Regions from separate parts of the Mus musculus genome. Here all the other regions are linked to region 2. Evidence: chromatin contacts called from public HiChIP or PLAC-seq and promoter capture Hi-C data. All regions are on one chromosome and are shown on one strand. The core of a region is the stretch at or near the end of the contact, and the rest is flanking DNA. Distances in the headings are between cores, read along the strand shown. Region 1 holds the start of Kcng4 (potassium voltage-gated channel, subfamily G, member 4). Region 2 holds the start of Hsd17b2 (hydroxysteroid (17-beta) dehydrogenase 2). Region 3 holds the start of Osgin1 (oxidative stress induced growth inhibitor 1). Region 4 holds the start of Wfdc1 (WAP four-disulfide core domain 1). Region 5 overlaps Cdh13 (cadherin 13). Region 6 holds the start of Mlycd (malonyl-CoA decarboxylase). Region 7 holds the start of Hsbp1 (heat shock factor binding protein 1).

Region 1 (3,891 bases), core at 563-3,062, 1.9 Mb before region 2:
CGCAATGGCCTGGAACTCCCCCAGGTAAGCCAGGCTGGCTGGCCAGCAAGACAAGGAATCCTCCTGTCTCTGCCTCACTAGCACAGGGATAATGGGCAGGTTTTACCAGGCTTGTAAGGGTTTTAAGGGCTCAGATTTAGATTGGCATGCCCGTGCAACAAGGGCTTCACTGAGCTCTCATGGGGGATTCTAGATGGGCATTGGGACTTTGTATGTACTGGGAAAGGTGGCAGACACTGGAGAGGGTGGCTAACCTAAGAGATTCATGCTGGCCGTTTCATGTCGACTTGATACAAGTTAGAGTCCTCTGAGAGGAGGGAACTTCATTTGAGAAAAATGACTCTGTAAGGTTAAGCCATAAGCAACCCTGTAGGGAATTTTCTTGATCCATCATTGATGGGGGAGGGCCCAGCCCACTGTGGACAGAGATACAAACTGGGATGTATCCTGGGTTCCACAGGAAAGTCCCAGGCTGAGCAAGTCACGAGGAATGAAGCAATAAACAGCACTCATCCAAGGCCTCGGCCCTGGTTCCTGCCTCCAGGTTCTCGCCTTGGCTTCCTTCAGTGGGTAGTGACTTGGCTACGGAAGCTAAATAAACCCTTTCCTTCCCAAGTTGCTTTGGATCACCGTGCTTCATCACGGCAATAGAAACTCTGACTGAGACAGAACTAAAGGAGATAGAGAACAGAGAGCCCTGTCCGGAGGGAGAGAGTTCTGGAGCCTGGCTTATTGGAGCTAAGAGAATGGGAGAGTCAGAGAAAGGGCAGAGCCTCGGCACCCCTCACAAAGATGCCAGACCTCTCTCTGCCTTGGGCCTCAGCAGCAGTGACTGTGGTACAGGCAGCAGGGAGGGGCTGTGGGAAGGCAGAGAAAACAGGCCCTGTCTCCAGTTCTTGGAATTTCTGTGGAACCCTGGGGTTCCCATAATACCCTTTGAGAACCCCTGCCCCCTGCCAGCCTCTCCTTCTTGCCTGCACTCCTCCGCCCCTCTTCGAGGCCACAGGTACTCTCTGTTACTCCTTCCAGAGAGCTGAGGACAGCCAGGCTCTGATCCCCTTGCTCCTGGACGCCCCCCCCCCCCATCAGTGACAGCCCTAACCTAGCTCCAGCTGCCAATTAGGACGATGACCTTGAACAAGCCTCTAGGGATCTCAGAGGCCGAATGGAGTTGTGAAGGTCACTTGGCTGCAAAAACCTTTTAAGGAAATGAAGGACCTAGGGATAGGCAGCCCTACATTAACAGGCTTTTGCAATTTCAGCCTTTATGGTTCCCACTGTCCTCATCTGACCAGTGAGAAAACTGAGGCCCAGAGAGGTGGAGTGACTCACCAAGCACACACAGCAAGAAGCTGGCTTGCAGCATCTCCCTCTCCCCACCTACACCTACACCTACACCCAGGGCCAAGCTCCCAGGAGAAGCTCAAGGCTTGGATTTCATATCCTGAAAGCCTGCTGCCACTCATAGACATTTTACAGATAAGGAGACTGAGTACAACGGCACAAAGCCACCTGCCTAAGGACATTCACTTGGACACTGGGATCTGGCCCCAATCTCAGCCCCTTATGCCATCTCCCCAATACCTACCCTAGGCTCTGAGACTGGGTCGGTCTGTCCCAGCCTGCAAGCCTCCCCACAGCCCTTACTGAGTGGACCATGAGGTTGCAATCGCCAGGTCCCCAGCTGCTCCAGCTCCTCCTGAGCTCGGCTCCTCCTCAGAGAGGAGAAGGACAGACATTCTCCTTGCCTTCCTGGTGGCTGGCAGAGCCTCTGCTCCCCGCCTGCTGCCTGGCTGATGGAGAGATTAATCCTAAGCCCTTCCTGGCAGCACCCCCACCCCCATCTCAGGCAGGACCATGCTGGCTGTCCCCGTGGGACTTGGAGCACCAAGTCCAATGCTGAGGCAGGACAGCTGGCCCAGCTCCCTGCAGCATCCGGACCTTCGGCTTCCAGGAGGAGGGAGGACTTCAGAGCCCTTCTAGAGAGCCACCTTGCGCCTCTGCTCTTCTGCGGAGTCAGACTGAATAAACTTCTGCTCTGTAGAGGAAGTGGGAGAAGAATTGGATGCTGACCCTCTGCCAGGACTGCTATGTTGAGAGCTGGTTTTGATTTGTGTTTTGTTTTGTTTTTTGGGGGGCGGGGGTTCTTCTCATTTCCCCCTACCTCTCTGTCACAACCCTGTCTTTTCCTGGTCAGTGAGACATGGGCTCCCCATGCCCGGCAGAGAACCAGCTGGGAACACACTTCCTAAAACAAGCGGTGAGTTGAACTTGGGAGGAAGTTGCTCGTTCTGGGGGGGGATGTTCTAGAGCTGGCTGAGTGGAACAGCTTGGCAGAAGGGATATTTGGAATGAATTACTTCCCCGGGCTCTAAGGGAGTTTTGCTGGCCAGCTGTTGGAGGGGGAACAAAGACCACAAAATCAGATCTGTTCAGTGGAAGGAGAGGGGGACAAGATTCCAGCGCTGGAGAGAACCCCTAGCCAGGAAGCTGTGTCCTGGGTTGAGTTTGGATTTGCTGAGTGACCTTGGATGAGTCCCTTTCAGCACTCTGGGTCTTGGTTTTTACACTGGAAATTGAGAAAGGTTGGCAAGAACACCCTGGATTTCCTGTCTCTGCAGGCTGCGCTCCTCCTGCCGCTGGCTGTGTGCTGTGAACCAAGTAATGCATGCAGAATAGCGGAGTGCTCTGCAGGGCGAGTGTGAAACACAGCCACCCCCACTCACTCCTCGCTGGCTGTCCGCAGAATCCCGGCCGGCTCTGGAGTAGAAAGGCACTTTCGTTTCCATTGGCTCCTGATTGGAATGCCTCTCTCAATGTAAGGTTATAGGTGCCTGGAGACAGCTCTGGCTGGAACAGGTAGCATAAGAAATGGTCACACCACACGGATGATGAGACAGGTCATAAATACTTTTAAAATTATGTGAGCAAGCTAAAATAAAACCTGCTTGTCCTAAGCGAAGCCCCTAAATGGGTTTGCAATACAGACAGCATTAGAAACCTCTTCACGATGCAAATAAAAGAGTATACAGCTCAGAGTGGGGAGTGACTACTTCAAGGTCACACAGCAAGGGTGACAGAAGATCAGGGTGAAGCTTTCTTGGGGAGCTCCTGAGAGTCAGGTGCCTTGCAAAGCTGTCATGATCCCTACCTCCTAAGCGTTTGACAGTAGGGGACACTAGGTGTCAGTCAGTCCCCTCATCTGCGAAGGTGAACCGTGCCTGTCTGCCTTATGGGATGGTTGGCCTGGGCCCCTTAAAGGAACTGGGTGCCTTAGAGCTTCTAGAAGTGACCGTTATGATGGTGTTTCCCGAACAGGCCTGTGCTCAACAGTATGGTAGCCCAAACTTCCCCACTCGCACAGACCAAGCAGAGGGTCCAGAGAATCTGAGTCTGTCCTCTTCTGTAAAGGACATGGCCACGTAGGGCACCCTGCAGGGTTGACACAAGCCTTGCCCTTTGAGGAGAGAGAGGAAGCCTCATGCCCCAAGACTACACAGTGTTCGAAAGCACAGCACAGGGTCCGCTACTCACATCTCCATCCACAAAGTCCGTGTCAGAGAGACTTAGCTCCCTGCAGAACCTCCTTAGTGTAGTGGGCCCCGCATCTGTATCACGGATGTGTGTGCATCCACGGGGGTAGGGATGTGTCCAGTGACACAGCCCAAGCGTATAGTAGCTGCCCAGTAAACAAGAAGGAAATGGAAGGTTCAGAGATGGCTGGAGCAGCTGCAGCCACGATGGGACTGGTTTATACTTCCAGTTCTGCGGAGACTCACCCTCCCTTTCTTCTCTTCTTCTTCCTCTGTTGGCAGACAGGTGAGCCCAGTGATCCCTGGCCTGACAGTCTGAGGCAATGCCCATGTCTTCCAGAGACAGGGACTTGCATCC
Region 2 (4,132 bases), core at 516-3,015:
ATGGGCAGGATGCCATACCTCATTTATTTCCAGAGTTTCTGAGGCTGGGGATAGCTTCAGGGAGGGAGGGACTTGTGTAAGCATGAGAGCCCACGTTCAGATCCCTGGCACCCACGGAAAAAGCTGGGCACTGTGGGAAATGCTGGCAGCTCCTCACTGAAGAGCCAAAACCAAGAGGATCGCTGGGGCTTGCTTGTAAGCCAGGCTAGCCACTCAAGGAGCTCCAGAGTGGGGGAGAAATACCACCAAAAGGATAAAATGGGGAGTGGCTGAGGCACACACCCAGGATTGACCTCTGATCCTCAGAGAGAGAAAGATAAAGACAGACACAGACAGACAGAGACAAACAGAGACAGACAGAGACAGACGTGTACTTAATGGTTCTGTCTTCTTTCGTACAACTGGGAAATACAATAACTACTCGACTTCACTGTTGTATCTTAAACTCAGAGAAGCTGATGTCCTGCCCTTCCACACCCCAGCCAGAACCAAACCGTGCTCACAAGAAGAATCTTTGTTACTGGATTTAAAGTAAAAAAAAAAAAAAAAAAATTGATTCATCAGTCCACGAGTCCCCTGCTGACCACAGCCAGGGGCCCCAGCCACAGGTGATGACTTCCTTATGCAGGGGTGACACCCTCCTCACAAGGTGACTCTGCCGATGGCCTTTCCTCTTCTTTCCAGGCCTTTCTGGGTTAGGATCACTTGAGGGAATTCTAGTTGCAGCTTTCACCAAACAAACCCGTTTTACAACTCCAAGGAATCTAATTTGGCCGCCTCGCGCTTACTGCAGAAGAGCCTGCAGAAGAAGTGAGAGGCTGGCAGCTCAGCTAATGAGCAGCTAGCTCCGTGTGCACGCACTGCCAGTTTGATCTAATTAAGAAGCACTAATACACTAATGACATATAGAGAAAAGGTTCAAACAGGACAACAGGGTGGTTCGTGGTTCGGGACAGCAGCCTGGCAAATTGCAAAGGCTCAAAGTACAGTGGCGTCCCTAGACACACAGTATTGTGCCAAAGCTGACTGGCCACCTTCCTTCCATACATAGAGGGGTGACCAGGCCTAGGACCTAGATAAATAGTCACCTCAGAACAGAATAGCAACCAAGCCTGAAGAAGTCTGTCAGGTATTTCCTGGTACAAGAACACACGTGAAATGATGCTGTTTTACTTATTTATATTTATTCCTAGGAAATTAACACACTCATTGTATAGATCTGTGGCCCTGAGCAATTGTCACGTTTTGTCTTACCACTGGCTCCTTCCAAAGCCCATCCAAACCAAAGGACACGCAAAAAGGCAGTGAGAACCACTCGGGTATGTGCTGCCTGTCATTCACTCTAAGCACTTCCCACTCAAGCCAAAACTGACAGTGTCCCCCCACTGAGGACAGAGAGTATCAGACTCTTCTCCGCAGGACAATCACAGGAATGCTGGCCACTTACCTGTCACCAGCACGGCCTTTTGATCCACAGGTAACAAGTCTTGGTCAGATGAACTCATATACAGAAGAAGGAAGCAGGCCACGGATAAGAGGAACAAGGTGCAGAGGAGGGACAGACTGAGCAGGCAGGCACCTCCCCAGAGGCCAGCGAGACACACCGCCTGGCTCCGCAGCTGCCTGCCACTCCGGCATCCGCAGAGAAGCGTGCCCCCCAGCACTGCAGCGGCAGCCAAGCAGAGCCATGCTGACTCAGAGGCAAACGGGCTCATTCTCCACTGGCCTTCACTTGCTCTGGGCCAGTGAATACTGTGAGTGCAGAAGCTGGCTGGAGGCAGCCCAGGCTTATATGAAGGGAGAGGCAAGCGGGAGGGGGGAACGACAGCCCCCGCACCCTTTGAACAAGCATGTTAAAGGTAGTGATAGGGGAGACTACTCCCAGGATGTAATTTAAACTGTGCACTGTGATATAAATACCTGCTCATTCCCCTAAGGCACTCAACACTTACACATGAGCACACGTACACACACAAACACACACACACACACACACACGTACACACACACATACACACACACACAAATATACACACACCTACACAGACATATAGACATACACACATGCACATACACACAAATAGGCACATACACACAAATAGACACACACACATCGTAACACACAGACATAATACACACACGGACATACACACACATACAGACATACACACACTTACACATACACACATACACGCACGCGCACACGCACCCTCCCACCTGACAGATGTTTACTCAGATAATGATTGACAGACTTGGAATCACAAGAAGACAATCTCCTTTGGATGTGCCCTCTCTGTGTTGGTTGAGTTCTTTTGCTAACTCCGAGTGTATCTGTATGTGTGGCTGTGAGTGTGTGTGTGTGTGTGTGTGTGTGTGTGTGTGTGTTATCCAGGTAATCAGTGAAGCTTGGAAAGTGGATTCTAAGAAGAGAGCATCCCCGATCTGGCCTGTATCTGGAGGACTACTGCCAACTGAGACAGGTTAAGGGCTCAATGAGCCAAAAAAAGGCTCACCTTAGAGGCAGATGGAAGGTGCCTGTGTCTTCCCAGAGGGCAGTTGTGCCAGAGAGAGACCATAGCAATGACAATCAGACTGAGAGAAGCTGTCAGAACCAGTGCTCTGCTCAATTCTGACTCAGTCTACCCTGTTGGAGGCTCTGTTCTTGGTAGTAGGACTCGGTCTCCGAATAGGATGTCCTTACAACATTTCTATTCGTGTGGCAATAACGAGAGAGGCAATCAATAGGAGACTAGAGAGATTAGGAGCCGGAACGCAGCAGGGTGTCAATCCCCGGCATTGCCCTTTGAACCACCCACTGTCTGCTTTCGGTCAAACACAGAAAAGCAACCCCTCCTGTGCTAGTTCCTCCTTTTGCCCAGCTTGCATCTTACACAATCCTTTGTTAGAGTCAGCTTGTAAACTAGAAAATTCAGGCTGGGAGAGGCTGTACTTTATCCAAGAGCAAGGAATCTGAATCCACACACCTGTGACTCACCAGCTCAAGAGCCCTTCTGTAAAAACTGGAGAGATAGTTCAGTCTCTATATATAGGTATCTGGGTATTATATACCATGAGCGCGAACACACACTTACACATGAGCACACGTACACACAAACACACACACACACACACACACACGTACACACACACACACACACACACACACACACACACTCGGACCACCAGTTCCTATACTGACACCCAAGGGGAGCTCCCACGGGATTTGATGGGTGTGGTGCTTACTGGTGTCTGCCTAGGACAAAGCAGGATTCTAATAAAGGCTAGAAACTGAGAAAACTGGAGAGAGAGGAGCTCTCACTTTGTGTTCAGATGGCTCATTTTAAACCCAGTTCAGTTCCCACAGTTGTTAAGGATGAGGTAATCTTGGCTGGGGGATGCTGTCTCTTTACCTGTCAATACACTCTGCCCCACCTGGAACCCTAGATGGGGCCTCAGTGTGGGAAGCCGCAAACGCCATTACAAAATGATGCTGGTTTCAATAAGCCGACACCCATGAATATGGGTAAACAACCAATGTGCGCATGTGCCATAGAGTTTTTGCTGAGTCACTGCCTGGCACGAGGCATGTAAATGAGGTACTGAAAGCATAACCAATCAGGTGTAGACACGCCTCTCCTAGGCCTATATAAGCAGTGCCAGTTCTGGGGCTCGAGGTCTTTTGCCTACACAGTCAATGCCCTCCCAATAAACGTGTTGCAGGAGGATCCAGTTGTGGCGTCTTACTTGCTGGCGAGTCAGGCGTCCCACACCTCAGAAAGGCTACAGGGTTGCATGTTTAAATGAACGAGGACGCTGAGCAGGAGGTCTGGTAGAACACAGGGCCCCTCAGACTACAGTCTTATTCTAGAGAGCAAAGGTGCACAGAGGGACAGAGGTGGTGGGAGGAGTCTGGCACTCAAGACATAGAGGGAAGCAGGGTTTGCTCAGGACCTAACCCAGTGGTGGCACAGTCTGTCGGAAGACCAGTGGGGCCTTGGGTGGGGAGTCAGGGAAATCAGCCTCCAGCTCAGATATAAGTCTAGGGCAGTGCAGCTATCAAGGGAGGATGAGGTAGGACAGCCCCAGGCCCAGGCTAGTTCAAGAACCAAGGGAAACAGGCTAAGAAGCCGGA
Region 3 (3,709 bases), core at 808-3,307, 1.7 Mb before region 2:
ATTCCCAGAGACCTGGGCACCCCAGCATACAGCTCCTCACTGGTGGCAGCAGGAGGCCCTGTCCACGAAGGCCAGGCCCAAGGGGACACCCATATTGCTTCCCAGGAAGTGGGATGGGCTAACACACTGGGAGGACTTTGCACTCTAAGTCCAGGTCCCTCTCGCAGCTGGCACAAGTGTCACCTAGAGCTGCTTGCTGGGTACCATACACATGAGGTCACCGCCAAGCCTGACCACCCCCCAGAAGTCACACGCCCCCAAGCTGTTCACCCTCACAACCACCCACAAGTACCTGCTACTAGTTTATAAGGCAAAACGGCTTCTTCCAACCTGCAGTTCCACCCAGGGGCCTCAGTTTGTAGAATTGGGGTAAGCTGCTCATTTTGTTTAAGACAGGGTCTCATGTAGTCCAGGCTGGCTTGAAACTAGAATAAGCCTTGGCAGGCCTTGAACTGCTGACCCTCCTGCCTGCACCTCCCAACCACTCATATTACAAGAGAAAGCTGCCACCACCTCCAGGCTAGAATAACCAGTTTTTAAAAGTACTGGCATATTTCGGAGTCTCTCTGGTTGGGCAATGCTGATAGAAAAAAAAAATAACGTTCTCAAGTTGTTGATTTAAGGGGCCAGGGAGATGGCTCCGTGGGTAAAGTGCTTGCCTAACCGTGAGGAACTGAGTTCAGATTCTCCACACTCCTGTCAAAAGCAGATGTCTGTAATCCTAGGTCTGGAGAGACAAACACAGGAGGGCCCCTGGAGATCACCCGCCAGAGAGCTGAATGACAGGCTCCAGGTTCAGTCCAGGAGAGGGAAGCCTGGAGGGAAGTGGCCCTGCAGGTAACTTGTTGTACAAGGGCAGTGACTTATGGGCAGGCAGCACTCACATAAAGATGGAAGGAGAAAGCTGACCCCTGACCCCTGACTCCTGGCGGGGGGGGGGGGGAGGGGTGGCTGTCTGATTTCTACACGTGTTCTTGTGCTCTCTCTAGCAATAATAATAATAATGATAGTGATAATAGAATGAAAAAGAAGGTGTGGACAGTGACTGAGGAAGACGCTAGCCATCGACCTCTGACCCCACAGGTATGAGCACATAAAAAATGAGTTTCTCAGAAGTGGCGATAGTTGCCCTGGTGTAACACTGCAGACATTTCTAAGGTTATGAAATCGTCATGCCAGGGAGGGCTGGGAACCATATACCATTTGTCTCTAAAAATGCCACCACCACCCCCAAGAGCTGGGGGTTTCTTATCCCCACTTCATGAATGAAACTGAGGTTGGGGAAAATGGAAGGGGAGGGGACATCTCGTCTAGGTCCTAGACAGCCTCGTTTGGGATCCTTTCCCCTCCATTCCCAAATAAAGCAACAGGTAGCAGTGACAGCTGCTAGTGACACAAAGCCCTGGGGCAGGAGGAAGTGTGCAGTCAGCCAAGTGTTACCTGGCCTTAGTCACAGTGAACCCTCGTTCCAAGTGCCTGCTCCACCTGGGCCCAAGGGTGCCTGATGGCCCAACCTCCACGGTCCACCACTTTCTCCACCGCACCTTCCGTAAACCGAGTACCCAGGAACCCTCGGCTGTGCTTGTCTGAGCCTGGTACCTAGGACCCACTGGAGCACCTCGCCAGGCTGGAGACACAGTGGCCATTGGTGCCTCGAAGGAGCAAGGCTACCCATGCTCCTTCCTGCCGGAACAGCTATTTCACGAGTTAGGATTAGGCTGCTAAGCCAGGGGCCGCTGGGGGAGAGTGTCCCAGACACTTAACCATGGCCATCGCTGGAGGTGCAGGGAGGACTCCCAGAGTCCTCCTCAGGACCAGTCAGTGTACACCCCGGCTTTCCTGACCCCCGTCTGCCCACCCTTGCCCCATAGCTATTGTTTCCCACCCACAGCCTTGCCCGGACCACTCACCTGATGGATGGTAGATAGCTGGAGGGAGCTGGTGAGCCTGGGTTGTCTGGACACTCAGAGGAACTTGGTCACACGGTGAGAGACTTTGTCACGGTGCCCTGCTGCAAGAACAGGATGCCCATTAGCCCTGGGGATCCCAGAGGCTGTGCGAGGCCCAAGGCTAGCAGGGGTATTTCACAGCGGGGCAGGGAGGAGGCGGAGGCAGGGGCGGGACCAGGAAAATCACTTTCATAAGCGTGAGTCAGCAGGGGCCCCTGGGTGAATGAACTTGGCCCTGGCCAGTCTTAAAGGGCCCCTGCTGGCCAGTTCCTCCCTTCCCGGGTTCAGTTTGAAGGAGGAACTAGGGAATCTTGAAAGAGACCACTAGGTCTCTTCCTTACCAGTGAGTGGTAGGCTTCTGAGAAATAGCTGGCCAGCTGGCTTCTGAACTCCAGAAAGCTCTGATCTTCCACTCACTTCCCACCCCAGCGTGTGGGGAGAGGGGACACGGGTGTGTGCAGAAAAAACCCTCAGTCACTGGTCAACCCCGACAACTCCCACTCAGCGACTTCCTGGTTGGAGACTCTGAACAAACCTCAGTTTCCCCATCTGAAAAGTGGGGTTGAGTTGGACTCCCTCATGTGTGCGTGCATGCGCATGTGAGTGTGTGTCCGTCCTCCCTGGTCCTTATAGACTTCTCTTCCTGTAGGGGGTCACGCCAGTCTGCTGGCCGGTTCTTGTGGTCCGTGAACGGAAGCTGGGTCCTAGGGAGACATCCCTTACTGCACACTGGGTCTGGAATAGCGCTTTTCCATATGGAGCCTTGGCTCAAGAGAAGGAAGTTGGGCAGTGGTTTAGGTCGGTGCACTCACCTTGGTGGCCATTGTTCCTGTCCTGATCAGCTGTCACTCTACCACCAGGACCAGAACTGGGGAGGGGCGGTGGGGGGGGAGTGTCAGGCTCTCACTCTAAGTACCCAAGAGACTACTCAGCGATTAAGAGCACTGGCTGCTCTTCCAGAGATTCTGAGTTCAATTCTCAGCAACCACATGGTGGCTCACAACCATCTGTAATGGGATTTGATGCCCTCTTCTGGTATGTCTGAAGACAGAACACTCATATATATTACATAAACAATTCTTTAAAAAAAAAAAAGGAACTCATTAAACAAAGTGACACTTTGGTACAATTTTCTAAAGAAAAAAAATTAAGTAAAGAATACAAATTCCAGAAAAAGAAAACTTCAGAGTTGTAAAGAAAGACGGGGTCCTTGGGCCCACCTCGTGGAACATCCTTCGGCTGCAAGAGTCTTGGCTGCTAGCACAGCATTTTGATTTAAAAAATGATATTTTGTTTTTCTTGGATTAAAAGAATGATTATTCAAAATACCGCATATAGGTTTTGGGGAATAGATCAGTAGAACCTGTGCCTAGCATTGCATGAGACCCTAGGTTGAAGGCCAAGTACCATTGTGCACTGATATGTTCAAACCCTGGGCTCGGGGCTGGGAGATGGCTCAGTGGAGAACACTTGCCCAACATGCTCAAAGCCCTGGCTTCAGTCCCCAGGACTGCTAAACACACGGAACCCCTGAGCCCTAGTCTGTGCCAGCAGTCTCAATGGGAGAGTCTGTTCCCCGGGGAGTACCTAGTGCACCATAAACTGGCGGAGGGGCACATCCTGCAGGGGTGGGTGAAGAGGGACGCCATCCTGGGGTGAGTAGTTAGGAGGCAGAGTGGGCAAGGCTGGCTGCTGACCTGGGTTTAAGGGAAAGGTCAGGCACGGCTCAAGGATCTGGTCCTAGAAGCTACTGCTCCCCT
Region 4 (3,699 bases), core at 1-2,500, 2.0 Mb before region 2:
TACCCAGAATGGATGTAAAAGCTGGCAGAAGTGGCAGCCACTTGTGGCCCACGGGCTCGGGAGGGAGGTGGGATGCCCGGGCCAAGCTGTCCAGGTAGACTAGCCCTAGGGAACTCTGAGTTCAGTGGGAGACCGTCTGTCAGTAAAGGAAATCAAATGAACAAGGTAGATGGCTGATACCAATTGCCAGCCTCCACAGGCCCAAGCACACACGAGTATGTGCCCACATAAGCACTGCACACATCTGTAAACACATACACATGCGTGTCACACACCACATCAACTCCCCCCCCCCCCACATATTTACTGAGAGGAATGCATCACTCTGTCTTCCACAGAGCACATTGTTGGTGTCCAGAGAGGTCAGACAACTTGCTTGAAGTCACACAGCCAAAGACAAGCCCAACTTAGGACTCAGCCATAGGGTCCCACTGTGCCTGCCCCCCCTCCCCCCGTTGACATTCTGCTCAGAACCTTCCTAGGTATCGATGTCATTTGTCCCCAGGCAGCCTGACTCACCCTCGAGGGGGAGAGCGGGTCTCCTCATCCTGTACCTGCAGGGGGTCATATAGATTTTTGCCCAGCCTGCTTCCCACTAAGTGTCTCTTGCCCGAATGAGGCACTGTGGCCAGGCTTCAGACACTGGAGGGGACCAAATGCTCACGTCTGTGCCCTCAGACCCTTTCATTAGACTCTGCTTTCCAGGAAGAAGCAGAGATGCTTTCCCTTAAGCTTCAAAGGCAAGATCTCCACATGGGGGGTGGACCTGTTTCTTGCCTCCCTGCTGGCAGCAATGGGCTCTCAGGAAGGCAGAGCCTTGTCTGCCCACCACCCGCTACAGCTCCAATACAGGAGATTCCCACCACGATAAGAAACCATAGACAGCATCTAGGGACTTCTGTCCCCTGGGCCACCTCCCATCACAGAGGCCCCTCCACCCCTCCTGGCACTTACTCGGGACTTCTCGGCCAGCCTGGCCGGCAGCATTGCCTCCCAAGTGCCCTGGGCAGAACTGGAGCCCAGTAGCAACAGGAAACTCAGAGCCCGAAGGACTTTTCTGCCGCAGTTACCCATCCCGAGGCTGGTGGCAGGGTTTCCTTCTGCACGAGTGACCTCCTCCGCAGGCCGGGGAGAGGAGGCAAGAGGGGTTAAGAGGGAGGAGGGACCATAGCCTGGGTGGGGCCTGAGAGAGCAACAGAACTTTGCCTGCTGCAGCCTTGGTCCTCCACACAGGGTCCCTGGGATCTTGTGCCCTCAGCCAGCACCTGTGCCCTGGGTAGTGGTTGGTTCTCCAGGTTATTTTTAGTCCACCCTGTGGCTCCAGTGACTAGAGTGACTGTAAGCTGGGCAGCTCAGATGCCGGGCAGAGGGAGGAAGGGGCACCAGCCAAGACGTGGCCGGGAGGGACCTGCCACTCCCCTGTAACTATTGAGCTGCTGTGGCGGCCTCCTCGGCCTCCAGTTAGGATGGGCTGTGCTGCTCTCAGCGCTGCCTGTGACTGTCTGCCCCAGGAACTGGGTTTGGGGGTGCTATAGGGAGGGGACAGGGGGCCGCAGGAGCCTGTGGCCCTGGTGTGGGGAAGCAGACCCCTCCCTTGTCTCTGAGTCCCTGCTTTGATGTGACTCTGGGGGAGAGTGGCATTGCACAGGAAAGCATCCTCTGCACTGAGGGTTGCTGCGGGAACCAAGCACCTTGCCTGTCCCCAACAGGTTGTCCCCAACAGCATGCAGAGGTGGCTGCTGTGTGGATCCCCATTTTTCTTAAAGGGGGACACAGAGATGGAAAGAGGTTTCACGCTTGCTCTCACATCAGACAACAGTGTGAGGTGGAGCAGCTAGCTCAGGCCCAGAGGATGGTATGAACGGCTCCACTGGAGAAGGTGGGATTGGCTTTCCCTGCAGCCCCAGTGGTATTTGCCGAGGGGGCTCCGAGGCACACCCTGTGAGGCTGGGTGGCACGGGCAGAATGGGCACCCAGGAAGGTAGGTCTGTCTTCCCACCCACCACCAGGAGCACCCGGGTCCTGGGGCTCTGACAGCAGTTCCCAGCCCCCATGCTCGTCTCCACATGTGCCTACATTACATTCTTGGACAGCAGGCTCTTGGCCCAGTTCCTGGGTCTCTCCGTGGGTGGCCTGGCTTCTGCCTGAGCTGGGCTGATGGTCTGTGAAGCCCTTCTGACCTCCCTCTGCCTTCACTGCACCAGGTCTCCTAGTTCCCCACCAGGAAGGCTCTTCTGCCTGGCAGGGCCCTAGCACGGCCTTGGATTTCTGCCGGGACTGCTTTCCCAGTATGGCTCCTGATAGAGGCTCTCATGTGGTGGCCACCATTGGGTGCATCTGTACTGATTGGAGCGCTGAGCCCCACCCCTGCCTCCCACCCCTCCTCTTCTGAACTAGACAGTCTGCTCTACCTGGTGGATTGTTCTTGTTCTTGTAGCACCCCCCCCCCCGCCATGCTCCATCCCTGGAGTCACAGATTCATAAGACTGTGCTCATGCGCAGTAGGTGAATACAGTTGACCATGTTGTGCCTGATGTAGGATCATCTGGGGTCCCCGTCCTACATTTTGGTACTTGTGGCATCTAACACGTAGTCATAGGATCACTAAACATGCGCCATGTAGCAGCTCTGAGTGAGGACTGTTTACGTGTAAAGCAGACATCATGTACAGAACACACACATGCGTTGGTGGAGGTCAGAGGTCAACCTCCCTCACATTCCTCAGGCACCGACCATTCTCTTTGGTTTCCTCAGATACTTTCTCACTGGCTGAGACTTCTCTAAGATGGCTGGGCTGGCCGGCCAGTGAACATGAGGGACCCTTCTGTCTTGGTCTCCTCAGAGCTGGGGTTACAGACACACACTCCCACACCTGCCTTTTTGTGTGTGTCCTGGGGAATCAGGCTCAGGTCTCTGCCTGCGTGGGAAGTGTTTCACCAACCAAGCCAATCACTTCAACTCCCACAGTGACCCCAAAGAACTCTCAAAATTGGTAGAAAGCAGGGGTGTGTCCTTGACATCTGACCGTGCATGCATTGAAAACTGCTCCTGGATCAAACGGAACCATGAGGGTATCTGACATCCTCTCCCCGCATTTCCTTGTTTGGTCACACGGCTACTAGGACATTCAGTCATTGCTCTGTGACATCTGATGAACCCCTGATACTTGCCTATCTCACTGGGAAGCCGCCCATGTGGCTCCATCCTCCACATCAGGCCCCTAGTTTGGAACTCTAAGAGACAGAATGCACTCAGTAGTTTCTAATGACAAGCTGTCTGTGTGTATCCACCCAGCATTTGGAAATTAAAGAGGAGCAAAGCAAAGCTTTGGGATCCCTCTCTACCCACCGGCAACATCTGGAGTTGAACCCTGGCGTGGTGAGGAAGCTGACACGGGTCACCATAAGCTGCTTAACACATGAGCATTTACCACACTGAGGAGAGAAGGTCGGAACCCTGCCGGAGACAAAGACATGGGTCTGCATCTCCTCCAGCTGCTCCCAGAACCTGGCCTGGACCCAGTGAGTATTTGTTGCTGATGGGGTAAGCTTAATCTTCTTAACTGCCAAGATTCTTCCTCATCCTCGGATTTAGTGAGGGATGGCCCCCCAAACTAGTTCTGCAGTCTAAAGTCCCAAGATGTGACTAAGTCAACATTCTCTCCCCTAGATAACACTGAAGGTCCATGCATACATTAGG
Region 5 (4,015 bases), core at 1,473-3,972, 1.6 Mb before region 2:
CCATGACACTTAACTAAGTCATTCTAGACATAGTTGGGGTTTTTAGCTTCCCGTTCCCACTGTCTAACTGAACTGACAACATATTAGGGACACAGACTGTGACAGTGTTTTCCCCATGGCTGGACAAGCATGCAGGGTGGGACTCCCATGGCTGGATGTGCAGGGTGGGGACTGACCAAAGCCAGGCCTAGTGGTTCTTGTGGGTCATGAGCTGACACCTTTACTATTACTGCCCATCAGATGGAGTGGTTTAGCAACGGTGGATGGCTCTCAAGCTGTATACACGTTCCCTAGAAGTAACAGCGGGATGTGAGTTGTACACAGGGCCATTAGAAAGCCCAGTGACATGGAAACCAGATTTCGTTGCTCTGGGACACTGGGTATTGCCGTTATGACTGGAGTTATCCCTTCCTGTCGATGTCAGACCATTTATTACGTGATTTCTACAGGACCAAATTTCAGGTATGAAATCAAACAAAAATCCCTGAACCATGATTTGGGGAAACTAATCCCTAAGAAAGAGGCCTTATGTTCAGCAGGGAGGAAAGAAGCTTGAGGCAGTAAGAAACAGGCATGGGTTCCTCCTCCTCCTTCTACCCCTCCTCCCCCTCCTCCTCCTTCTCCTCCTCCCCCTCTTCCTCCTCCTCCTCTTCCTCCTCCTCTTCCTCCTCCTCCTCCTCTTCCTCCTCCTCCTCTTCTTCCTTTTCCTCCTCCCCCTCCTCCTCCTCCCCCTTCCTCCTCCTCCCCGTCCTTCTCCCCCCTCCTCCTTCCTTTACCCCTCTTCCTCCTCCCCTTCCTTTTTGAGAAGGGTCTCCCTTGGCACAAGCTGGCTTTGAACTCACATATAGCCAAGCCTAGCCTGGACCACAGATCCTGCTGCCCCTGTCTCCCAGGAGCTGGGATTATAGGAGGGCGTCACTGTGCCCAGCACGTCTGTCTTTTTCTCTTTGGTAACGGGGATGGGACCCAAGGCTTCCTTTGTTCTAGGTACATGCACCACTACTGAGATGCAGCACCAGGTCTTTTAAAAAAAATGCCATTTTAAAAAAATTCATAATTTTAGCCAGACAGGATATTTCTCACTTTCCAAACACCAGGCTTTTTTTTTTCCTGGTAGGTTCCATTGCCCAGGAACGTGCGTAAGCGTCATACCTAGCTGATGATACACAAAACTGAAAACATGGCATGATCCTAATTTTAAAATGTATACATGGCTGCAGAAAGATCAGAAGGGAATATATTAAAACCCAAGTGGCGATTATCTCCCCAGGTAATGAACATTAAAATAATACCTTCTTCTGTTTCTAATTTTCTTTACAATAACCGTGAGGGCTATAATAACCAGAAAGGAAATGTTAGATTAGGAAGTTACACAGGAATTAAAGGTAGTTTCTTTTCAATTCTGTACTGCTCCCTTTTCTCTCAGCCTTCACTTTTTTGTTTTTACAACAAATTGATTTTTTAGTAAATTCACAGTCTCGTAACCAGCGCCATGCTCTGACTCTAGAGCACCCTCATTGTCCCCAAGAAGAGACCTTTGCGCTAACTCTCTAGTACCCACTGCAGGCCCTGGGCAATCGCCAGCCTACTTTCTATGGTTGATTCATTCCAGACATTTCATATAAATGAAATATGCAGTATGCAATCTTAAAAATTATTTTACATGCATGGGGTTTTATCTTTTACTTGCATGTATGTCTGTGCATCACATGCATGCAGTATCTGTGGAGGCCAGAAGAGGGCGTGAGACCCCCCTGAACTGGAGTTAAAGAGGGTTGTGGGCTGCCGTGTTGGTGCTGGAAACTTAAGAGCAGACTTTATTCTTAACTGCTGAACCATCTCTTCAGCCAATATGTGATCTTTTTTGAATCTTATTTTGTTTAATGCCGTGTTTCTGAGGCCCATCCATGTTGAAGTCCACCCCAGCATTGGTCCCTGATGGCGGAATCACATGCCACCATGTGGGTATAGCATGCCGTGTCTGTGTGTTCACTGCGGATGGGCGTTTGCAGTTTTCAGTTTTTGATTGTTACAGACAAGCCTGCTGTCAACATCTGCATGCAAGAGACCAGATTTGCACATGGGGGCAGGATCCCTAGCTCATGAGACCCCAAGTGACCCCTTAGATGAACAGGGTCCTTGGGGGTAGTTGGGTGGGCTGGTTTCAAAGACACAGAACAAAACCAGGTGTGGAGTGCACATCTGTAATCCCAACACTCGGGAAGTAGAGACAGTAGGGTCAGAAGTTCAAGGCCATCCTCAGCTGCATAGCAGATTCAAGGCCAGATGGGCTACGTGGATGCCAACACACAGACACACACACACACACACTGGGACACACACACAGACACAGAAACACAGACACACACTGAGACACACACACTGGGACACAGACACAGAGACACAGACACACACACTGAGACACACACACACACACTGGGACACACACACACTGAGACACACACGCACTGAGATACACACACACTGAGACACACACACACACTGGGACACACACACACTGAGACACACACACACTGAGACACACACACACACACACACACACACACACACTTCAGAATGTCAGGATCACACAAATCCTCCCAGAAGCTAACTCTGAGAAGTGCTGGGAAGTAGTAAGTTGCCCTCGTCACTGGTCCCACATCTGCCTGGACATGTTCTAGAGGCACACAGCGTAGGCTCCCGGGGAATCATGAGTTAACATGACTTCACATGGTGAACATCTGCCTGACAATGGGATACTCCCACACTCAAGGGAATAATCAACCACCTTGAGTGTTTTCATTCATTTTTTTATAGCAAAGGAATCGAACGGGATTGTGTGGAAAATGTGGAGGGCGAGGCTGCACTGGTCAGGCTTCCTGGCTCGTCAGAGTTCACCTCACATTGTAGACCTGAAGAGACAGCATTTCACATCTGCCCTGCTGGGTTTCCAAGGGCTTCAGATTATCAAGCCATATTGATAATCTTAATTATTACATCGATCTTATCACATCAACAATCAATCATATTAATATTGATAGAGATATTCATTTATATCGATAGCTTTGACAGGAAGCGGAGGAGGCTGGAGATACAGGGAAGAATGGCCTGCAGTGAATGACCCTACCACGCTGGGAAAGGTGCCAAGGAGGGCTGGCAGAGGGATGATGCTAAGATGCCGTGGGCTGAGCTGGTACACATGGGCGTGGCTGACAGTATTTTCACATCCCAGTCAATTTCTTGGCTATAAAAAAATGAGTGGAAATATTCTGTTTCACGTTATGGCTGGTTATTCCCTTGAGTGTGGGAGTGTCCCGCTGTCAGGCAGATGGTCCTTGGCTTAGCCCCACCTACCCAGTCAAGGGCATGTCCCTGATGGTGCTGATGATAAAGGAGACATTTTTCTAACATCTTTGTAGATGGGCTTGGAGGCCCCTTATTTCCTGAGGAAAATGCTCAGTTCATTCCCAGGGTGGTCACAGACAGCATCTCCATGTCTGGCTGAGACCCCAAAGACCCTACAATGATCAGTTAGGAAGATCAGTCCGTGACTCCACTCAAGGAGTGCAGCACTTAAATATCCAAGCTGTTTAGTTTATGTGTGCCTGGACATCGCGCCTCAGGAGCTGTACTGGCTGGCTTTGTGTGTCATCTTGACACAGGCTGGAGTTATCACAGAGAAAGGAGCTTCAGTTGGGGAAATGCCTCCATGAGATCCAGTTGTGGGGCATTTTCTCAATTAGTGATCAAGGCGGGAGGGTCCCTTGTGGGTGGTACCATCTCTGGGCTGGTGGTCTTGGGTTCTATAAGCAAGTAAGCTGAGCAAGCCAGGGGAAGCAAGCCAGTAAGCAACATCCCTCCATGGCCTCTGCATCAGCTCCTGCTTCCTGACCTGCTTGAGTTCCAGTCCTGACTTCCTTTGGTGATGAACAGCAGTGTGGAAGTGTAAGCTGAATAAATCCTTTCCTCCCCAACTTGCTTCTTGGTCATGATGTTTGTGCAGGAATAGAAACCC
Region 6 (3,705 bases), core at 1,060-3,559, 1.7 Mb before region 2:
TAGCAGTGGTACACGCCTTTAATGCAGCACTCAGGAGGCAGAGGCAGGAAGATCTCTCCGCTTGAGGCCTGCCTGGCTTACAGAGTAAGTTCCAGGATAGCCAGGACTACATAGAGAAACCCTGTCTCAAACAAACAAGGTCCTAAGGGACTACACAGTCAGCTTTAAAGCCTTGTGAGCAAAACTGGTATTTCTGTCCTCACCTGAGTGGCCTTGTCAACACAGGTACCTGCACACTAAACTCACAGGACACCTACAGTGACACCTGCTGGGTGTGCTGTGCTGATAATGGGGAGCCTGTGCCTGTATAAGGCAGAGGAGACTTGTGGGTAGGGCGTAGTCTGTACCTTATACTTCAGTTTGCTGTGATCCTAAAACTGCTGTAAACATGGTCTGTCTTGTAAAAGAGACTGTGCAGGGCTGAAGAAATAACTCAGTCAATTAGGAGCTTTCCTGAATTTGATCCCTGGTACTAGTGATTTAAAAGTGGTGGGGGTGGGGTGGGAGGTTGCCAGAGATACTGTTCAAAGTAAGAGCACTGACTGGTCTTGCAGAGGAACTGGGTTTGGGTCCCAGCATCCACAGGGCAGCTTTCAACCGGCTGTAATTCCAGTTCCAGAGGATATGATACACTTTTCTGGCCTAGGTAGGCACTGCATGCATCTGTATACAGGCAAGCAGAACACTGGTATATATAATCTTTAAAAGAAAGGCCACTATATTTAGTGACACACTTTGTTTGCTGGCATTGGGAAGATGGGACAGGAATATTTCTGGGGCTTACTGAGCAGTTTACCTAATCTAACTGGTGAGTCTCAAGTCTCAGTGAGAGACCCTGACTCATATTAATCCCTTAACTACACCAAGGGTTAAGCAATCAAAATGAGAAGTCTGTAAACCTGCACATAGCAGTGCAAAGGAGCCTGGATCAGGGGATGTATATCTGAAGTCTTGGACAGCTCATCACCTCAGCGTGTCATGTCCTTCACTCTAAAGGAGATAGGTGTCAACCGAAAGGACAGAATGGAAGTAAAAATGGCCATGCCTGTTTCAAGCAGGTCAGGAAAAAAGCAGATGAGGCTTTGAACACTGGGGACTTCTGAAATGGTGATATCATTGTGTATGAACTCAGGGTCAATGCTCCTCTTTATTGAATATTAATGGCTGGCAGCTATGCTAGACAATCCTTTGGGTCTCAGCTATATACACCTCCGTTATCTGTACGCTACATGATATCGCTGGGTAAGCTGCTGACTAGCACAGGTACTAAAAAGTCAACTTAGGATCACTGCGTCTGGGGCTGGGGGTTTGGAATCAAATCTCTTGTCCAAAGTCAGATTGCAGAAAGAGGACTGGAGGCTTTAGAGACCCAGGCGGTGGTGACCTTGACTTTTGGCCATGTTTGTGCATTTCGTGTAACCTGTTAGGGTGATGGACGTTCGTGGGAGGTGCCCAAACTTTGCCCAAAGCCGTGTTCCATCCTTGTTCAAGAACAGCGCAGTTAAAACTAGAGCTATTTTGGAGTAAGCGCAATGGGTGTCACACCCGACAGTGACCCCCGAGGATAGTGCTACGAACCACGCAGTAAGCACCGTGGTATCTGAGGCCGGCGAGGTGGCTGCAGGGGCATGGGTAAGGGTCTGGGGAGTGGGGAGTGGGAAGTGGGCAGGGCCCCGGGGCGGTGGCGGGGGGCGGCGGCCCCGGGGTCGCGGTGGCCCGGGCGGGGCCTTACCCGGACGTGCGGCCCCTCCACCAGCTTGAGGGCCTGCGCCTCCAGCAGATCGGCCCGCAGCTGCACCAAGAAGCGCACGCCGCCGTCCAGCTTGCTGATGTGATGGAAGAGGCCGCGATACCGCGGCACGAGCGCGTAGCGCAACCGGTCCTCCGCCTGCAGCAGCACGGCCGCCTCGCGCGCCTGCTGGCGCAGCTGCAGCACCCCGGCGCTCTGCTCGGCCACCTGGCCGTGGTCCACGCCGAAGCCCTGAGCCAGGCGGCCGAGCAGCTCGGCGCGCTGGGACGCCTCGGCCAGGCCGCCGTAGAAGCTCACGAAGTCGGCGCACTGGCCCTCGGCGGGCGCCGGCGTCTTCTCGCGCAGCTCGTAGGCCGGCGTCGGGGGCACGGCTCGCCGCAGCAGCTCGTCCATGGCGCTGGCCGCGAGCCCGCCGCACAGCCGACGTCCCCGGGGCCCCGGAGGCCGCGGCGGGGACCGCAGTGGGAGCAGGCGCCGAGCCCTCAAGCCTGGCCCGAGGCCTCGCATGACAGCTCCGCGACAGCTGCTAGCGGGAGACGCCACTGGAGAGCGGGCCTCTGCCTCGCTTCCGGCTCCGGCTTCCGGTTTCTCGCCGGCCCCATTGGCCGAGGCCGGACGGCGGACGGAGACATTGGCCAATCGGGGGGTAGAACGGCGGGGGAGGGGCGAGGTGGCTTTCTCAGGCCGGAGGCCAAGTGCAGCCAAAGGTCCCCGGAACCCGGTAGCCCCGGGGCACCTGACTCGCCCTCTTGGCTTGCATCCTTACACCTGTTCTGAGAGTCACCGCCTCAGTCCCTTTCCCCACTACGCACGCGCTTCTCTTGATCTGAGAGCTTGACATCTCAGCTCTTCCCGGGACCGTGCTATGCACGCAGCCTCCTGTGCTAGGGTTCGGATCTAGCGTAGGTGAGGAGCTGAGAAATTTAAGGTTGCATGCTGGACTAGGTCTCCTAGGAATGGGGATGGCTCATTTGATAAAGTGATTGAGAACTTGAGTTCATATCCAGAACCCATGGGAAAACGCTTGTAGTCCTAGCTCAGGGAGGTGGACAAGAGCCAGCCAGTCCAGATAACAAGGTAAGTCTAGGTCAGCCAGAGACCCTATCTCCAAACCAACCAAACAAAAAGTATGCGGGTAGCGCCATCACTCGAGGTGTCTTCTGGCTTCCAGAACCACACATGTACATACGTGCACCCCCACACGTGTGTACAAGGAAATGTATATGCACATGTACACACCAAGCATGTAATTCTCAGAGTAATTCTCTGACTTGACATTTTGACCCTGTCCCGACCCGCGGACAGTAGAACAGGGTCTCTCCCAACAGACCCTCCCTAGGTACTCTCTGGCTCATGTCAAGAATCCCACCCAGACAGAACTGCTGGAGACCCAGCCCATGCCTCCTGCTGCATCCTAGAGCTTCCGTCTGGTCATGCCGGAAATGGGTATAGGAAGAATCTCTTCCCTACCAGCTTCCTTGCTGGGCCTCATTCATTCATTCATTCATTCATTCTTTCAGTGAAATGATTTTCAATTGTTTGGTGAGTTCCAGGCCCACCCTAGGCTTGCATTTGAAATAGCCCTGCTCATTCTCCTTCAGTTTACCATCTGAGGGAGGGAGTCACATTAAAATAACTGCAAAAAGGAATCAGACTGGTAGAGTAGGCTCTGTATGGATTCAGCTTGATATGATGACAGTCATCTTGGATCCAGACTGTTGTGACTGTCCTAGAGAAACCACAGTTCATTTTTTGGTGCATGGTTTCTCTTCAAACTATCGATAGACCAAATCCCAAGAATGACGTCTGGGACCTTACAACCGGATCCAGGCTCCAACCTGTACCTGGCTCTTTGATAAGAACTTAAGATGGACCACGTGCCTTCCAGCTAGGGGGAAAGTCACTTTATCCTAACTCGAGTCTGTGACTCTCTTTCTGACCCATGTGGTAGGATC
Region 7 (3,786 bases), core at 223-2,722, 1.6 Mb before region 2:
ACAGATGGTTGTGAGCCTTCACGTGGTTGTTGGGAATTGAATTTAGGACCTGTGCTCGCTCAGGTCGGCCTGAAGATTTATTATTATAGATAAGTACACTGTAGCTGTCTACAGACTCACCAGAAGAGGGCGTCAGATCTCACTTCGGGTGGTATTTCAAAAACTTGGGAGTTCACCGGTGGGGAGGAGAGAGGTCTCCTGATAACCGATCAACGACACCCCCCCACCCCGTCGCACTGACGGGCGTTTTACGCTGAGGTAACCCCCCCCCCTCACCTTCAACTCTTCTGGGCAGTAGGAATCTTGTTTTCAGGGTCCAGTTCTTCTACTCCAGCCTGGGTCATGAGGTCAGCGATATTCTTCTCCAGGTCGTCAATCCGACTGCTCATGTCATCTAGTGGCACAGTTAAAGAGCCCGCACGGCAGCATCACCTCACCTCGGCCTCTCCCCCCCAGGCCCCCGCCCACTGGTTTAAACAGCTGCTTCCCCAGTTTCATCTGGCTACAGTGACAGCCTGGCGGTCGGGGTTCGGGGGGACTGGGGTGAGTTTTCTTCCCTACACCTCCAACTCTAGAAGTACTCCCAGACAACGGTTACCATGCAAACCCCTTTACTGGTGTTCTGGAGGGGCACCAACAAGGGCTTGGGGTAGGTCTCGCTGTGTCTCTGGCTCTTGGCACAGTCCTCCACGGGAACACAATATAGCCAAGATCAGGAAAGACACTTCTAAGTGGGGACGGGGAAAAGGCTCGGCCGTTAAGAGCACGCGAGGCTCCTGCAGAGGGCACGAGTGTACTGGGCAGTTCACAACCGCCTGTTACTCCAGCTCCAGGGGATCCAACGCCTCTGGTCTCAGTCACTCCCAGTACCCCCTTATACATATAATTAAAAATAATAAACCCTTTGTAAAAAAAAAGGCAATTTCTAAATGACTAACTGAAATCTGTTTGTAAACCACCCCGCTCACCCCCACAGTTAAGAAACTGCCTCCAAATCAAAAGGATATTCCTTCCGATGATCTGGTCTGACATGATCTGAAACTTGTCTTGCATCTGCTGCAAGAGCGTCTCCACCTAAGAGAAACCAGGACAAGTCAGCCGATCCCAACCTATGCCGAGACCCCCTTCCTGGGACCGGCGTTGGGGAGCCGAGGACGCAGGCATGAAGGGGGGGTGGGGTGGTGGTGGTTCCCGGCTGGAGTGTGAGGCCTTCAGCAAGGGCCTGCCAGCTCGGATCGGTGTCCCTGCGGGTCAGGTCCGGAGGGTCCGGGTCGGGGCCGACCGGAGGGCGAGCCCCGCAGGTGCGCGGGCCGAGGCCGCTGGCCACACCCCACGCCAGGGCCGAGAGCGGCCCCGGGGTGTCCAGGCCCATATGAGGCTGCCGCTTACCACCAAGGTGATGTCCTGCATGGTCTTGGGGTCCGTCTCGGCCATCTCCCCGGTGCCCAGCTTGGCGGCGATGTCTCGGAACCGTCACCTACACTTCGGTTTCTCGGCGCAGACGCCCACAAGCCGACAGTTCTCGCGACTACACGGTCACGGGACCGCGAGGCATTGTGGGTGTTGTAGTTTCTGCCACGCACCGGAAGGTCCTAGGAGGCTTCAGATTGTCCTGCCTGCGGATAAGCTACGCCCCCCAGTTCTTAGCTCCGCCTTCATCTTCCGCCCAGTTCCACCCTGAAGGCTGAACCGAGAGGAAGAGGAGGAGAAAACGCCGGAAATGGACCAAAATTGTGGGGATTAGCGTTGGCTTCTTCCATGGATGTAGTTAGGCACTCAGGCCTTGCAAGGCGAAGCCGGTGACGAGCTTGCTTCAAAGTCTGACACTGTGAGTTCAATCTCTGTGATCCACATGTTGGAAGCAGAAACTCGATTCCCACAAATTGTGTGTGCACTGCTGTGACATGCATGCATACACACATAAACATACACACAAAATAAGAAAGTGTTCTGTTACTACTAAAAAACATTAGGGGGCTGGAGAGATGGCTCAGCGGTTAAGAGCACTCACTGCTCTTCCAGAGGACCCGGGTTCTATTCCCAGCACCCACAGGGTAGCTCACAACTCCAAATCTAGGAGACCCAACAACCTCACACAGACAAAACACAGTGCAGGCAGTGGAGGAGGCTGGGATAGAATATCGTGGTCATTTGAATACAAATGGCCCCATAGGCCCATAGGGACTGGCCCTATTAGGAGGTTTGGCCTTGTTGGAGTAGGTGTGACCTTGTTGGAGGAGGTGTGTCACTAGGAGGCGGACTTTGGGGTTTCAGAAGTTCAAGCCTGGCCAGTGTCCTGCTGTGTGTGGATCCAGATGTAGAACTCTCAGCTCCTCTTCCAGCACCATGTCTGCCTGCACATGCCATGCTTCCTGTCATGATGATAGTGGACTAGTCCTCTGAACTGTAAGCCAGCCCCAGTTAAATATTTTCTTTTATGAGAGTTGTTGTGGGTATGGTGTCTCTTCACAGCAATAGATGTCCTAACTAAGACAGATCCAATTCTTTACATTTATGGACTGGAGTGGGGGTGTCTCTGAGTCTAGCAAACCAGTGAAGGTACGCGGCGTTAGGATATAAGGTCCGATTGTTCCACCCTACCTTGGGGCTGTTATAGGGAGTTGGGCAGCTTAAGGAAGACTCTAGACAGGGCAGGAGGAGTGGCTGATCCCCTCTGCAGAGCCAACACCGGCCAGAGTTCTCCATGTTCCTACGTTACAGTGAATTGTACAGGCACATGGATGGCTACAGGCCAGGAGACAGTTTAGTAAAGGAGAGAAACAGGGAACTCCAGCGTCCACCAGACCCAGGCTGAGGCCCAGCTTCAAAAGGGACCAGGTCTGTGACCTTCCCTAAGTTATTTACTTACCGTGTGTTCTTCTTCAGCAGCATCTGGGAAAGTTTTCAAAATTCTGCTTTCTGTTGAGTGAGGACCCCAACTTCCAGTCCCACAGAATGGCCCCTGACTATTTGTCTGCAACTGACACACAAGCTTGGTCTCAGGACTGTGTTTTGGGGTGAGGGTGGGGTAACTGCAGTTTGTTTAGCTGAAGGAAGACTAAGTCTTATTAGCATTGGTAACTAAGGTGGGTCAGGCCTGGCCAGGGAGATAGATGTGTGGTTCAGCTGTCTTCCCCAGTTGTCATCTGACCACATCCTCCCCAGCCCCCTCTCCCTCTCCCCCAACCTCAATTCACACGGAGGACTCCCTTCCCATGGTAGACAAGCAAAGCGATTGTGTGTGTGTGCACGCACGTGTGTGCATGTGTCCAGGAATACAGGCACCCTCAGAATCCAGAAGAGGGTGTTGGGTCCCTGGAGCTGGAGTTACAGACAATTGTGAGCAGCCCAGTATGGGTGCTGGGAATCAGACTCAGGTCCTCTCAACTGTGAGCCATTTTTCCAGCCTCTGCCTCCTCCCCTCTTTCCTTCCTAGGACACTGGCAGTTGTTGGCTTTGTTTGTTTGAATTTTTCTTCATCTAAACTGCAAACTTGACCCTCCTGAGTGATAGATTAATTTTCTTCTTATACTTAAGGACAGATGTGATTTCTGGTGTGTTAAGTCTCTCTTCTCTTCTCTTTCTCTTCTCTTCTCTTCTCTTCTCTTCTCTTCTCTTCTCTTCTCTTCTCTTCTCTTTTTGAGACAGGGTTTCTCTGTGTAGCCCTGGCTGTCCAGGAACTCACTCTGTAGACCAGGCTGGCCTCGAACTCAGAAACCCACCTGCCTCTGCCTCCCAAGTGCTGGGATTAAAAGCGTGCAGCACCACTGCCTGGCCACAAAAACC

Evidence for each region. Promoter capture Hi-C pulls out the DNA fragments that hold promoters and counts their contacts. HiChIP or PLAC-seq counts read pairs in DNA pulled down with a chosen protein or histone mark.
Region 1: a contact with region 2 is called in a promoter capture Hi-C map of stem cell-derived epiblast-like cells, with 8 times the contacts expected there. The contact joins the promoter of Kcng4 here to the promoter of Hsd17b2 in region 2. A contact is called at or near these places in 4 of 39 promoter capture datasets (embryonic stem cells, hippocampal neurons, pre-B cells and 1 more).
Region 3: a promoter capture Hi-C map of liver shows a contact between it and region 2, with 8 times the contacts expected there. The contact joins the promoter of Osgin1 here to the promoter of Hsd17b2 in region 2. A contact is called at or near these places in 6 of 39 promoter capture datasets (embryonic stem cells, frontonasal cranial neural crest, hippocampal neurons and 2 more).
Region 4: a promoter capture Hi-C map of the SN4741 cell line shows a contact between it and region 2, with 7 times the contacts expected there. The contact joins the promoter of Wfdc1 here to the promoter of Hsd17b2 in region 2. A contact is called at or near these places in 3 of 39 promoter capture datasets (the SN4741 cell line, cranial neural crest and hippocampal neurons).
Region 5: a contact with region 2 is called in a promoter capture Hi-C map of hippocampal neurons, with 10 times the contacts expected there. The contact joins the enhancer-like site here to the promoter of Hsd17b2 in region 2. A contact is called at or near these places in 7 of 39 promoter capture datasets (the 3T3-L1 cell line, the C10 cell line, cranial neural crest and 3 more) and 2 of 484 Hi-C or Micro-C datasets (cerebellum and cortical neurons).
Region 6: a contact with region 2 is called in an H3K4me3 HiChIP or PLAC-seq map of embryonic forebrain, with 13 times the contacts expected there. The contact joins the promoter of Mlycd here to the promoter of Hsd17b2 in region 2. A contact is called at or near these places in 5 of 39 promoter capture datasets (the 3T3-L1 cell line, embryonic stem cells, hippocampal neurons and 1 more), 1 of 484 Hi-C or Micro-C datasets (cerebral cortex) and 2 of 115 datasets of contacts at active chromatin or transcription factors (astrocytes and embryonic forebrain).
Region 7: a contact with region 2 is called in an H3K4me3 HiChIP or PLAC-seq map of forebrain, with 15 times the contacts expected there. The contact joins the promoter of Hsbp1 here to the promoter of Hsd17b2 in region 2. A contact is called at or near these places in 2 of 39 promoter capture datasets (embryonic stem cells and hippocampal neurons), 6 of 115 datasets of contacts at active chromatin or transcription factors (astrocytes, embryonic midbrain, embryonic stem cells and 3 more) and 1 of 9 other capture datasets (embryonic stem cells).

The regions. Positions count from the first base shown.
Region 1 is chr8:119,633,601-119,637,491 of GRCm38.p6, reverse strand. It overlaps Kcng4 (potassium voltage-gated channel, subfamily G, member 4), which reads left to right and starts at 1,812. Exons shown (of 3, transcript NM_025734.2): 1 at 1,812-2,260; 2 at 3,816-3,891. The coding sequence starts at 3,857. It overlaps Gm46054 (a long non-coding RNA gene), which reads right to left and starts at 1,864. Exons shown (of 4, transcript XR_001778667.2): 1 at 1,589-1,864.
Region 2 is chr8:117,699,579-117,703,710 of GRCm38.p6, reverse strand. Hsd17b2 (hydroxysteroid (17-beta) dehydrogenase 2) reads right to left here and starts at 1,765. Exons shown (of 5, transcript NM_008290.2): 1 at 1,448-1,765. The coding sequence starts at 1,715.
Region 3 is chr8:119,435,495-119,439,203 of GRCm38.p6, reverse strand. Osgin1 (oxidative stress induced growth inhibitor 1) reads right to left here and starts at 2,057. Exons shown (of 6, transcript NM_027950.2): 1 at 1,911-2,057.
Region 4 is chr8:119,663,916-119,667,614 of GRCm38.p6, reverse strand. Wfdc1 (WAP four-disulfide core domain 1) reads right to left here and starts at 1,250. Exons shown (of 7, transcript NM_023395.2): 1 at 955-1,250. The coding sequence starts at 1,074. Gm32352 (a long non-coding RNA gene) reads left to right here. Exons shown (of 4, transcript XR_388091.3): 2 at 3,295-3,521; 3 at 3,670-3,699.
Region 5 is chr8:119,303,573-119,307,587 of GRCm38.p6, reverse strand. The region is part of intron 11 of Cdh13 (cadherin 13); the gene reads right to left. Among named protein-coding and RNA genes, the nearest start is that of Hsbp1, 39 kb to the left of the region's middle. Within about 2 kb of position 2,722, at least 15 of the 459 cell types and tissues checked have an H3K27ac peak or open chromatin away from gene starts, as enhancers often do. A contact at or near this core is called in hippocampal neurons, where this site is marked.
Region 6 is chr8:119,393,498-119,397,202 of GRCm38.p6, reverse strand. Mlycd (malonyl-CoA decarboxylase) reads right to left here and starts at 2,309. Exons shown (of 5, transcript NM_019966.3): 1 at 1,733-2,309. The coding sequence starts at 2,257.
Region 7 is chr8:119,342,224-119,346,009 of GRCm38.p6, reverse strand. Hsbp1 (heat shock factor binding protein 1) reads right to left here and starts at 1,472. Exons shown (of 4, transcript NM_024219.1): 1 at 1,390-1,472; 2 at 1,008-1,074; 3 at 277-397. The coding sequence starts at 1,434. The coding sequence ends at 279.